Linked DNA regions of Mus musculus: region 2 is linked to region 1. A link is a contact called in public Hi-C data. All regions are on one chromosome and are shown on one strand. The core of a region is the stretch at or near the end of the contact, and the rest is flanking DNA. Distances in the headings are between cores, read along the strand shown. Region 1 has its middle 21 kb from the start of Gm33413. Region 2 has its middle 9.2 kb from the start of Gm52535.

Region 1 (6,134 bases), core at 3,078-5,577:
GCTCCTCCACTGTGGAGCTGCCTCTGTTGACACCCAGTGCTGTCATGGTTGGCATACTCAGAGAGGCCCAGGACCTGCCTTGTCCTTGTGAGCAGGGGTTTGCATCATGTGAGAGGTTCCCGTGGCCACCAGAGAGCCTCCAGGTTCCAGTTGAGCGTATTCTGGTTCGGGACTCAGTGTTCTTATTTTTATATCACTTATGTGTGCGTGTTTGCATCCACAGTCTCCTGTGAACCCCATTTACAGGAGGAAAAACTGAGGCTCAGGGAGGCCAATATTATCAGAGCTGGGGTTCAAGCTCATTTCAAAAACCTGCGCTTGCCAGTGTGACATTGCCCACACTGAAGGAAGTCCAGAAATGGCCTGGTAGGAAGTTCACTAGCTTCCCGCCCTCCTCAATGGAACCCAAGGTGGCACGACCCACATCTGTTCTGGTGCATGTGACAAGCTGTCCCTCCTACCCTGGGTTCCTCTCATACCCTCCCCTACTAATCATCGAGGGACAGTGCTATAGGGAGCTGTTGGGGACTGGGAAAGGCCCTTGTGGGCGCTGACTAATCAGCTCCCAACAGCGGAAGGTGAAGAGCCTTTGGGAGAGGAAAGTTGGGGTGGGGTGGGGGGCTGGGGGAGGAGCTGAGCCACCCAGGACCACCTGGAGGCAAGGTGCCAGGACATTAGCTAGGCCCACAGGAAACGGCTAGGCCAGGGGAAAGACTCTGGCCCTTTCTAAATTGCATTTAAAAACAAAGAATACATTGGAGAGGGAATGGGCCTGGTTGTTTTTAAAAGTGAGAAATATGAGCTTTCTTCGTGCGGCACACCTCTCCCAGGACCCCAGGGAACCAGCCGGGAGCCCCTGCCGCCCTGCTAAACGGCACCTTCAAGCGGAGGCTGTGAGCCTAAGAAAATGTTGAGGTAAGGTCCATAGCTGCCCGGGCAGCCAGAAGCAAGATTAACTGAATGGTGCAAACAAACGAGGCTCCTTCCTGGGCAAGGTGCGCAGGGGCAGGCCTAGCTGCCACCACCCACACCCTCAGGCCCTGCTCTGGGCCCCACTCTGGCTCTTGGGGTTTCTGGTTTGCACAGGACAGCACCATCACTTTCCAGCCAATGGGAAGAGGAGCGCACAAGGCCTCGTGGGTAATGTGGAAGAGGAAAAAGTGCCAAGCAGGGCACTGGCCTGGGAGCTCTGTTCTCTCAGTTTCTCTCGGCTTGGCACCCTGCTTTCCTACCAGCTGTTCATGTGTTGTTAGGTAATGAAAACTTAAAATCTCAAAATTTGCCGGCACTCATTTTTTTACTGTTCGCTCACATGCTGTCGGCTCAAGCACCAAGTTGAGAGCATCTAACCCATGGCGGAATGGCTGAGCTCTTCCCAGGCAACAGGAACAGCAACAAATGACCCCAGCTGCCCTTCCGGCCCACGAGAGTGCTGCCAGGAAAACCCCAGGGACCCCTTCCGGAGTCCCCTGCTGTCTTTCCCACGGAGAGTCCTTCCATTCTGTGCCGAGTGGATGGCAGTGACTTCACACTCAAAGGGACTTCCCTCCTGGGTTTGTTCCCAGCTTTCTAGGATCCACTGAGTGCCAGTTGAGGATGCAGCATCTCAGCACCCACCCTCCCTCCACACTCACCTTGAACTTGTCCGGATGCCGGACTCACTCAGGATTCTGAAGTCCACACTCCCAAGCATGGGGTGGTGAGGGACCGTGGAGCCAAGTGCGGAAACCCCTTTTCTCCCACCCATGAGCACGCCCCCTTGTCCTAGCAGGACCTCGTTTATAGAATCCAAGTTCAAAGAAAAGAGATGATTGAGACTCTCTCAACAGTGGAGGCAGTGGGTGGGGGTGGTGTTGGGGTGGGGGCGGGAGGGGCTACCAGGGTTAGCTTACCCCCCCCCCCGCCCCCCAGCACAGGAAGCACGCCTGTGAGGAGGATTCTGGAAGCCTGGTCACTCTTCATATTGAAATCTCACGTGAACATGTAACACGGCCAGTTTGGAAGCCGTGAAGGCTGGAATCTGAAAGTGACAGTTACGCTGGGATGATGGCTGCTTTTAGATCAGCTCCAAACTTCTGAATAAGTGTCCTGGTCCATGTCATGGCACCCATTAACACCCTGTCCTGACTTCCGTGGTGACTCCTGTCCTACTTAGATCACAGCACACACTCCTCACAGGGACCAGAGGCCCTGAATGAGCCACGCCCCTTCCTGCTGCCCCTTTGAAACCTGCTTGCTCTCTCTCTCTCTCTCTCCCTCTCCCTCTCCCTCCCTCCCTCCCTCAACCCCATCTCCATCAGCAAATCCCCTGGAACCAGTTTCTCAACACCTCAGATCTGAACTCTGCTCCCCTCTCATTTGCCATCAGCACTCCCCCACACTGATTGCTGGCCCCATCGGGCCCTCATGGTGCCAGTGGCTCTCACACAACAGCAGAGAGACTCTGTTCAAGTCACTCAGGGCATGAGCCTCTTCCATCCGAGCCTCAAGGAGCTTCCTATGCTAACAGAAGCAGAGGTCTAAGGCTGTCCAAAACCCAGGCTAGCCCTCCAAGCCATCGGCCCCTTCCCTCCCCCTCCATTTGCTTCCCCTCCTCCCACCGAGCTGTTTCCTTTGAACCTCCATCTGCCTTCCTCAATGCCACTGACATCCTGGGCAGGATGGAGGGCCCCACAGTATCTCAGCTCACCCTGGCTCTTGTCAGGAACACGCTCACCCATACAGCATAGCAACCAAAAGTGTCCTGAGGGGCTGGAGAGATGGCTCAGGGGTTAAGAACACTGGCTGCTCTTCTAGTGGACATGGGGTTCAATTCCCAGCACTGGCATGGCAGCTCACAGCCATCTATAACTACGGTCTTAAGGGACCCCACTCCCCAACTCTAACAATTACTCTGTATCTCTTTAACTCCACCATTTTAAGACCACTTCTTAAAATCTGTAGTCTCTGGTTGTGGGAGTTGTGAATGAGCTGGGCCCCCGGGGGTGTGAGTGTGGGAGGATGGCCCTGTCGCTTGTCTGCCCTGTGGCAGTGTGGGCAATGGGGAGATGTCCACCGTCCTGCTACCTGCAACAGGTGGGAGATCTGGCCCTGGGGTCATGAGAGCAGGAGAGCGGGCCCTGCCCCTCACCTGCTGCAGGCCCTGCACCTTGCCTGGGCAGCACAGCAAAGCTGGCCCTGTTACAGTGAGCAAGCCCCAAGGGTAGAAGAGTGATAGAGCTGTTTCTGTCCCTTGCCAGCTAGGGCACCGGGTGGATGAGTTAGCTGGGACAGTGCAGGAGAGCTCACCCTGGTGGTATGGATGTGGGAGAGCGGGCTGGCTGACCAGCTCAGATACTTCTCAGGCCCCAAATCCAGGGCTGTGAGTTAGCCACACCAACTTCTAGCCCATGAATGACCTGCTGGGGCTCGTGAACGGGCTGATCCTACAGATGCAAAGCTGCAGGATCTCCATGGCACAGGGTAACAACAGGATAACTGGGAGGAGTCCCTGTGAGGATCTGGTGTTGATGGTGTAGCAGAAGCCAGAGGCCTTGAACCAGACCAAAGACTCATTGCGATGAACGTTTGCAAGCAAAGAAGTGTGGACACAAGGGTACACTGTGGGACGCACTGTGGCACACTAGAGGTCCCAGGATAAGATTTTCTTTCTTTTTTTGGGGGGGGGGATGCAAGGGAGTAGGGTGGTAGGAAGGGATGGGGGGATGGGTGGGATTGGGGTGCATGATGTGAAATTCACAAAGAATAATAATAAAAAAAAGGTTTTAAAAAGCTGTAGCCTCCATTAGAATGTGAGTCTGCAAGGGACCTCGGCATCTTCCAGGGCACCTCAAGAGGACCTCAAGGGGACTTTAGCATCTCATCCCATCCTCCTCTTCCTGGCGCAATAGGACCATCATGCAACAAATCATGAGCAAGGGGATCCCCCATGCACACAGTACTTGGGGTGACCCTTCTCTCGGACACATAAGCTGCTGGTCAAGTCCTTGGCCTTTACCTAGCAGGGGAGAATAATAGGACTCACACATCCCACCTCACACTGTATCCAACTGACCAGTTGCCCCCAGCTGCTCTGGACACTTGGAATGGCACTAAAAATTCACATCAGCACTGGCCAATCAGAAAAGAGCATGAGTCCCAGTGACTGGCCTAGGACACCGGACATATGAGACAGGTTAGAATCTACGTCAGGACCCTGAATACCAGTGGCATGAGTTGACTAAGCCTGATTGCAGCGTGATGACTCCAGCCCACAGGCATGCTACCAGCCCCTGCCCGCTTCCAAAACCAGGACCCATCCTCCTGCAGCGGCGAGACGGACACCTAAACCCCAAGTGATGTCATGATGCTCTGGCCACAGCTTAATCAGTTCAAGAGGTGTCTTGTTTCAGGACTGTGTGGGAATGGGTAGAGGCTGTCCCTGAGGCCGTCTCTGACAGGAGCACCCTGTCATCTGGCAGCCACAGCCTACTTGAGAAGGCCATCCAGCTGGGGCTCGCTTTCTTTGAGTGGTTTCTTCTTTTCCATGACACAGCCAGAGAGAAACGGTCGGCAGAGCAGACACCTCCCCTGTGCCCTGGGGGTACCCAGGACTGCCTCCAGGATCTCACAGAAATACAGGTATCATAGAGATCACACAGAAGTCACTTGTGGCACACCAGTCATAGGTGTCAGTGATGGTGGGCATGCGTCCTGCTTCGTCTTGTTGGTGGTGTGATCAAGCAGTGTCTCTCATTTAAAGGTCACAGCTACCTCCACGCTGCTTTCCAGATGAGAAGGGTTACCCAGGTGTCCCCAATATGTATTTCTCATCAGGAAAAAAAGGCACTATCATTCATCCATCCATGCGTCCCCTGACCACCGAGGCTGATGTCCCCGCGTGCTGCCTTTCTCCTCCCACTCACACCCTGCCCCTGGGCTGGCCCCATGGCTCCCCTTCTAGGAGACCCCCCAGGCCTGCCCACATGCTCCCTGTCCCCAGGGCCTCCTCCGGTTCCGTAGCCTATCCCTGGAGCCATGGGCAGGCTATCCCCCCCCCCCAAACCACCCCCCCCCACCATCGTCTACCCCTGAAATGCCAGCTGAGGCTTCTAGAGTTCTGAGGACAAAGCCATGAGAAGCCCCCCCTGCCCTAAGTGCCCACAATTCACCTCTTGACTGTACTCTGGGGGAGTACATGCCTACTGTGTGCATTTCTTGAGCACCTACTGTGTGCCTGCTCTTTACATTCTAAACATTCCCCAGTCGGCATTCTGTGTGTGAGGTCATCATGGGATGGAGGCCCAGAACCACGTTCCCTCCTGACATGCGCTGACACGCGCCAGCCCTGTCTTTCTGTACTGGCTGGCCAACCTTGAGTAACAAATCCCCTAGCAAGCACAGTAGCGGTAAGCCATTCATTTTGTTTCTCTTTGTATCCATAAAAGGAAGGTCCAAGTGTGGCCCAGCCATGTCTTCAGTCCTGGGGTTCCCAGGGCAGTGTCTCCTCCTGGAGTGACAGAGGGGGACCTAGCTCCTTCCTGTGGCCTCCGGTAGGGTTCAGTTCCTCAGGAGTGGGCCCAACATCTTCAAGGATCTTCCTTACGTCCTCACCACATGGACCTCTGCACAGTGGAGTTGATTTTAACAGACTACCTCAAAGAGCTCATTTCCTCTCCTTAGAAGGCACTTTAGTTCTGACACAGCAGGACTATGATGTCTTTAATGTCCCAGTGTGATGTCATTAATGTCCTGATGTTATGTCATTAATGTCCCAATGTGATATCATTAATCTCCCAATGTGATGTCATTCATGTCCCAATGTGATGTCACTCATCTCCCAATGTGATGTCATTAATGCCCCATGTGATGTCATTCATGTCCCAATGTGATGTCATTCATCTCCCAATGTGATGTCATTCATGTCACAATGTGATGTCATCACCCCACACACAGAGCCTCCATGCTCAGTGACATCACTGTCCAAGATGAATGCTATAGCTCCAGCCATCATCTTGGCATTTCAGGCAGGACAAAGGGACACCAGGGCTGAGCTTCCAGTGACAGGGACACTCTATAGAAGTCTTTACCAAGGCCCCCTCTGGTGACTTCCACTTACCTCACTGCCCCCCAGCTGCAAAAAAGGTGGGTGCTCC
Region 2 (6,114 bases), core at 966-3,465, 160 kb before region 1:
TTGCCTCCACCTCAAGCACCACATAAACTGGGTTGATGGTGCGGGCCTGTGCTCTTAGCACTCAGAAAGTGGAAATAAGAGCATCAAAAGTCCAGGTTGGGCTGTGTGAGACCCTGTCTATAACTAGATAGTCAATGGGTGAGATTGTGTAGTATCTGTCATATGAAAAGATCACTATGGGCCCCGGCCCAGCTTCATGAAAGACACAGGGGTCAGAACACAGGGCAGCTTCTACTAACTGGTCAAGAAGCCATGTTCTCAGAGGTGTGAGAAAATGCCAGAACAGAAATCCTCTGGCTATCAGGTGAGGCTGTATCCAGGGACTTGGGAGGAGTTAGAAATGGCATCCCCATCTGGTTCTTCTAAATGGGTTTCCCTAAGTGGCTTCTTCCCATGGGATGACAAGGTGACCCTCTGCTGCTCCTGCCCTGACTCAGTGAAGTCTGCCACTTTTGGACCTGTTTGAGTAGATCTCCAAACCACACAAACCCAGAGTTAAATACCTGAGATTCCCTGTGCCATACCTGTAAGAACCCCACAGAGGGCTGGAGAGATGGCTCAGTGGTTAAAAGCACTGACTGCTCTTCCGAAGGTCTTGAGTTCAAATCCCAGCAACCACATGATGGCTCACAACCATCCGTAATGAGATCTGATGCCCTCTTCTGGTGCATCTGAAGACAGCTACAGTGTACTTAGATATAATAATAAATACATCTTTAAAAAAAAAAAAGAAAAGAACCCTGCAGAAAGTGGTTTACACCCCACCCCTCCAAAGGAAGAAAGGCACGCTGGGAAATATAAATAATAGACACCAGTAGGCTGAAAGTTACCAGCTGCAGGAGAAAATGGGGCGCCGTAGATGGTTGCTGAGCAGTAGGGAGTGGGCTTACGGTCTGAGCTGTAGCAGGAGGGAGGGGCGACCTGGAGTGAAGGAACTGGGGGTAGGACAGGGGTGGAAATGCAATCGAGAACATCGGCTTCCAGGGTAGAAAAGAGAGGGCCAGCCCGACGGGAGATGGACCGACTGCCCCGGTCAGGAGGTGAGGTCCTAGGAATTTACCTGCCTCTTGGTCAGGCTGGTGTGTAAGCAGCCCTGGAGGACGGAGCTCTCCTCACTTCCAGGGGAAGCTGGGCCTTTGTGAGAACAGAGGAACCTCGCATTTGGGGGCCAGTTGGGAACCCCAGGCCGCAGCGCCCTGACCCTGTGGAGGGCGGGGCGGCCCTCAGGGGCTGGTGCTGCTTTCCACAAAGCCTTCCAGATGTGTCTTTGTTCGTTCGCTTTATTTATTTATTTACTTTAAGTGGTAACAACAAAGGAAACTGTTTTAAAAAGCCAGAAAAACAACCAAACAAAACAGAAGCCAGGAAGCTAAGAGCCACTGGGACAAGGGCCTGGGAAAGGTCAGGGAGCTGGGAATGGGAGGCACGCACCTGCCCCAGGTGACCTGAGCTTCCTCCAAGCTATCTGAGGCTGGCGGTGCCCAGCCTGGGGTAGGAGTCCTCTGTTCTGCTGCCTGCAGATTCCTCTCTTCCTCCTGAGGACACATGGCTCAGAGGCCCTGGCCTCCAGCCAGAGGCCCCAGGGGCTGTGTGGGAAGCCTTAGCTTGGGAGAGTCAGGCCCTCTCTTGGCCCTCCTGCCCTGTACATGGCTGCTAGAACTTAGGCTTGCGGGCTGCACCTGTGAGGTCTTCTAAGAGCCAAGCCACAAGGGTGGCCATGTAGACATTTCCTACTGTGAGGCCAGGCCCTGAGTCTTTTTTTTTTTTTTTTTTTTTTTTTTAATGTGTATTGCTGTTTTGCCTGTATCTGAGTGTCAGATCTTGGAGTTGCAGACAGTTGTGAGCTGCCATGTGGGTGCTGGGATTTGAACCCAGATCATTTGGAACAACAGCCAGAGCTCTTACCAGCTGAGCCATCTGTTCAGCCCATGGACCCTAGATCTTTATAGCTGGGACCGAGTCCCTGCCGAGAGCACATTGTGTCCTGAACTAGACACTCTGGACCATGAAGGTAGCATAGCCCTGGAAACTCCAATGCCTTTGCTGAAGGACTGGGCTGGGCTTGAGTTCAAGTTTGAACACATGGTCCATGCTGGTACGGATCCTAGGTAAAACCCGGGGTATCTAGTTAAATGGGCCATTCATGTACATAGTGATGTATAACGAATACATCTCAACACTTGTACGGATGCGCTCGTGCTGAGACTCAGTTACAGATCACCACTGGATTCGCTGCATATTCCTCCCTTCCTCTCCAGGACACATGGCTCAGAGGCCCTGGCCTCCAGCCAGACACTGGAAAGTGTCAAAAGTGGACAAGGGATGTTTTCTGCCTAGCAACAAGGCCCACGTCTGTAATATCGGAACTGGGAAGTTGGAAGCAGAGAAATCAACATTATCCTTGGCTACATAGGAAGACCCTGTCTCAATAAACAAAACTTATAAACCCCTCCATGTGAAATGATCTTGTGCCGAATAAGGCTCGTCCCTAGTCTCAGGGATGATTCCTATTGGCTGTAGCCAGTCACTCTGGATTCTGATTCGCTAAGACCACAGTGGGTGGAGACAGCTACTCTGGATTCTGATTCGCTAAGACCGAAGGATAGGGCCTCGGAAAGGCCTCCTATCCTAGTAAACTTGGAAGCAGGGGTTATAGGAGGGGCGTGGGGTTGAGTTAAAACCAGTGACTGCACAAAGAGGCAAATCCCCTCAGCGGGCATCTGTCAGGAAGATGGCCGGGTCACCTCCTCCAAGCCTGGACTTCCTAAGTCTAGGCAGGCAGCTGTGGACCACGGCTTCCCCAGGACCCTCCCACCTTGCATTTAGTTCATTTTGCTCTTGTGCAAATTTATAGTATCTGCCCCACACCGAATGGGCACTTGACATAAAAACCAGTGTTCGAAAACCGGGTTGGTAGGCTGATCTGAAGTGACGAGGTGGGGAGTGGGGGTAAAGAAAGTGAAGGAGGGAGAAAAGTTTCAAGTAGGTAAACAGAATTTCTGTTAAACAAACTACCGTCTTGTTCCCAGCCAGTCCCTCTCCGCTTCAAGGGTCCGTTTTCTTTATCCCCCAGCGCGGCCCAGTGCTCCTAGACATCAAAGGGCAGGCACATGTAAGATCACATTAAATGGTTCCCAAATGGGGCTGCCGTGGGATCCTGTGGGAGGACTTGGATCTGCCCACATCTGTCCCCTGCCGGGAGAAGTTGCTGTCCACACATGGGCTGGGGCTGGGCTGGTTTAGGAGGAGATTAAGAAGTTGGCATGGATCGGCCCTCAAAACAGATGCATCTAAATGGGCTTTAAGCTCTCCGGAGCCAGGGGTCAGTGAGCACTCTGGGAAGGGCCAGCTGGTAAGTGCTTGTTTCTGACCACATGGGCCCCATTGCGACCTGTTTATTTTCCCACTTTGTTACTGCCGCACAAAAACAGCAACGGGCAGCCTGTACACAAACACATACCTGTGTTCCAACAAGCGATTGATAAAAGCAGTCAGTGGGCTAGAATTTGTAGGTGTTTGTCAATCACTGGACTAGGCTGAAGAAATAGTAAAAAAGGGTGAGGGGGGTGCAGCTCAGCTTAGAATCTTCCAGTGAGAGCCTTGGGGTGTGGCTCGGTGCTAGCGCTTGTCTACAATTTCCCAGTGAGGAACTGGGGGCGTGGCTCAGTGGCAGAACAGCTGCCTAGGGTCCTTGGTAACTGGCTTGGGGTGTGGCTCAGTGGTAGAACATTAGCCTAGCATGTTGAACCTTATGAATTCCATCTTCAGCACAGCTAAACAAGAAAGAAATAAGAGGCAATATTTAATACACCCCCCCCCCCAGCCAGGATGCTGGTATTCTAAAAGACCAACTCTCCTAAATTCTAGTTCCCAGACAAGATAACTGGCATCGAAAGGGCCTGTGCCCGCCAACCTTGCAGACATCTCAGATGCAATAGGGCACATCTGCCCCCAGTCACCCTCACTACCGTCCCTATCAGCGCAGGTCTGATTGTTCAGTCTGGACGGTTCCAGGTTTGCACTTAACAGGCATGCTCAGTGTATACTCTGGGTCAGGGGTGTTTTTTCAGGTCTGTCTAGGGGCTGCTGTTGAGAAATGGCACTGATAAGTAAGTCCCTGGTCATTTTTCCGTTCCAAAGGCAATGGAGGAGCTTGGTTAAGTGACTCATCCCTAAGAAGTAGGATATGCTAGGAGGGACCGCTAAGTCTCAGCCTACTTGGCTGTTCTTTCTCTTCATTGAGAAGCAGTTGCCGTGCTGTGAATGCACATAAGCAGCGTGGAGGACAGGTGGGTTGTGAGGGTGAGAGGCACCTTGAAGAGGACCCTCTGGCCACTGGCAAGCTTCAGGGGCCCATTGCCTGGCTGCCATCTTGACTCCAGTATATCAGAGGACCCTCAGTTCAAGCAAGCAATGCTGGGGCTGACTCACAGAGAGAATGTGTATTAACTGTTCTCCTAAGAGTTCAAACTGAGAGGTTTACTGTGTGAGATTGCTAATACGGTCATCAACAACACACAGGTTCAATTGTTCCATCCGTTCACCATCCACCCATCCATCTACATATGCACCTACCTTTCAACCCATCCATCACCTACCCACCCGTCCCCTCATGGACCCACCTATCACCTACCTACCTGTCCCCTCATGGACACTTCCATCACCTACCCACCTGTCCCCTCATGAACACTCCCATCACCTACCCACCTGTCCCTTCATAGACCCACCTATCACCTACCTACCTGTCCCCTCATGGGCACACCCACTCACCCACTCACCTGTCCCCTCATGGACACTCCCATCACCTACCTACCTGTCCCCTCATGGACACACCCATCACCTACCTATCTGTCCCCTCATGGACACACCCATCACCTACCCACCTGTCCCTTCATAGACTCACCTACCTACCTATCTACCCATCCATTCTTCCATCTATCCATTACCTGTTCATTGGCATTTCCTCTCATCCTTACCACCCATCCATTGATCAATCCATCCACCAACCCATTAACTTTCATTTTATCCATTACCCACATATTCATCCATCCATCCATCCATCTACCCATCCATCTATCTATCCACTCACCCATCTATCCATTTATATACCCATTGACTCTTCCTTTTATCCACTATCCATCTACCCACCTATTCATTTACCCACTAATCCATCCACCTATTCACCCATCTATACACTTTTCCATCCATCCATCCATCCATCCATCCATCCATCCATCCATCCATCCACCCACCCATCCACCCATCCATCCATCCATCCATCCATCCATCCATCCATCCATCCATCCACCCACCCATCCACCCACCCATCCACCCATCCATCCATCCATCCATCCATCCATCCACCCACCCACCCACCCACCCACCCACCCACCTATCCATCCATCCATCCATCCATCCATCCATCCATCCATCCACTCATCAGAAGGGAGAGGAAGGAAGTTTCTTCCATGTCTGTTGCTTTGTGGGTCTGTGCTACCACAGGATAAAAACTTGTCTTTTTCTGTCAGGGAGTGCTGGGATCAGAGCAAGACCTCAGCTCACATGTGTATGAATTAACCAGTCAACTAGAGGCACAGGCCAGGGTAGAGTGTTGCTCCTCACCATCCCAGGGTACCCTGAATAGTAAGTATGTCCTGACTTTAGGTCCCTATCAGGCCGGGAGGCCCCGGGCTGGCCCTTGCAGACCCCAGTAGGGCTCAGAGCCCAGAACAGCTGCAACCAGCTCAGTGGCTGAGCAGCCAGCCTGGGTTGGGGAAGGCTCTGTTTACCTTGGAAGGGTCTACGGCTTTTGTAACAGTCACTCATTGTTGCTGGGAGCCCAAAAATACTTTCATTAATGGAAAAATAGGGTTGGCTCCACAAAGCAATATTTTGCCAAGTGTAGAGGAACTGGCAGGAGGTTCCCAGTGCATCCTGGGGAAGTATGGCTTCTTATCTTCTAGGGGCCCAGAGGGAGGCAGCATGCTGCCCAGTGGGGTGCCTGCCCAGTGCCAGGCTCCCTCCAGTAACAGTTTCCTGGGCTAGACTACAGAGACAGGGCTCTGCACAGTGCTCTGGTCCCAGTCTGTGCTTCACTCGGTAGGCAGGTGCCCC

What was found. A called contact is a pair of places that touch in the nucleus more often than the background predicts.
Region 2: a contact with region 1 is called in a Hi-C map of muscle stem cells, with 1.8 times the contacts expected there. The contact joins two enhancer-like sites. A contact is called at or near these places in 4 of 39 promoter capture datasets (hippocampal neurons, liver and stem cell-derived epiblast-like cells), 3 of 15 datasets of contacts at CTCF or cohesin (embryonic stem cells, hippocampal excitatory neurons and large pre-B cells), 108 of 484 Hi-C or Micro-C datasets (the 63-12 cell line, the AML12 cell line, B cells and 69 more), 24 of 115 datasets of contacts at active chromatin or transcription factors (the NIH/3T3 cell line, Th17 cells, astrocytes and 18 more) and 3 of 9 other capture datasets (adipose tissue, liver and pancreatic islet).

The regions. Positions count from the first base shown.
Region 1 is chr2:168,456,979-168,463,112 of GRCm38.p6, reverse strand. No RefSeq gene overlaps it. Among named protein-coding and RNA genes, the nearest start is that of Gm33413, 21 kb to the right of the region's middle. Within about 2 kb of position 4,327, at least 32 of the 459 cell types and tissues checked have an H3K27ac peak or open chromatin away from gene starts, as enhancers often do. A contact at or near this core is called in muscle stem cells and myocytes, where this site is marked.
Region 2 is chr2:168,610,827-168,616,940 of GRCm38.p6, reverse strand. No RefSeq gene overlaps it. Among named protein-coding and RNA genes, the nearest start is that of Gm52535, 9.2 kb to the right of the region's middle. Within about 2 kb of position 2,215, at least 24 of the 459 cell types and tissues checked have an H3K27ac peak or open chromatin away from gene starts, as enhancers often do. A contact at or near this core is called in muscle stem cells and myocytes, where this site is marked.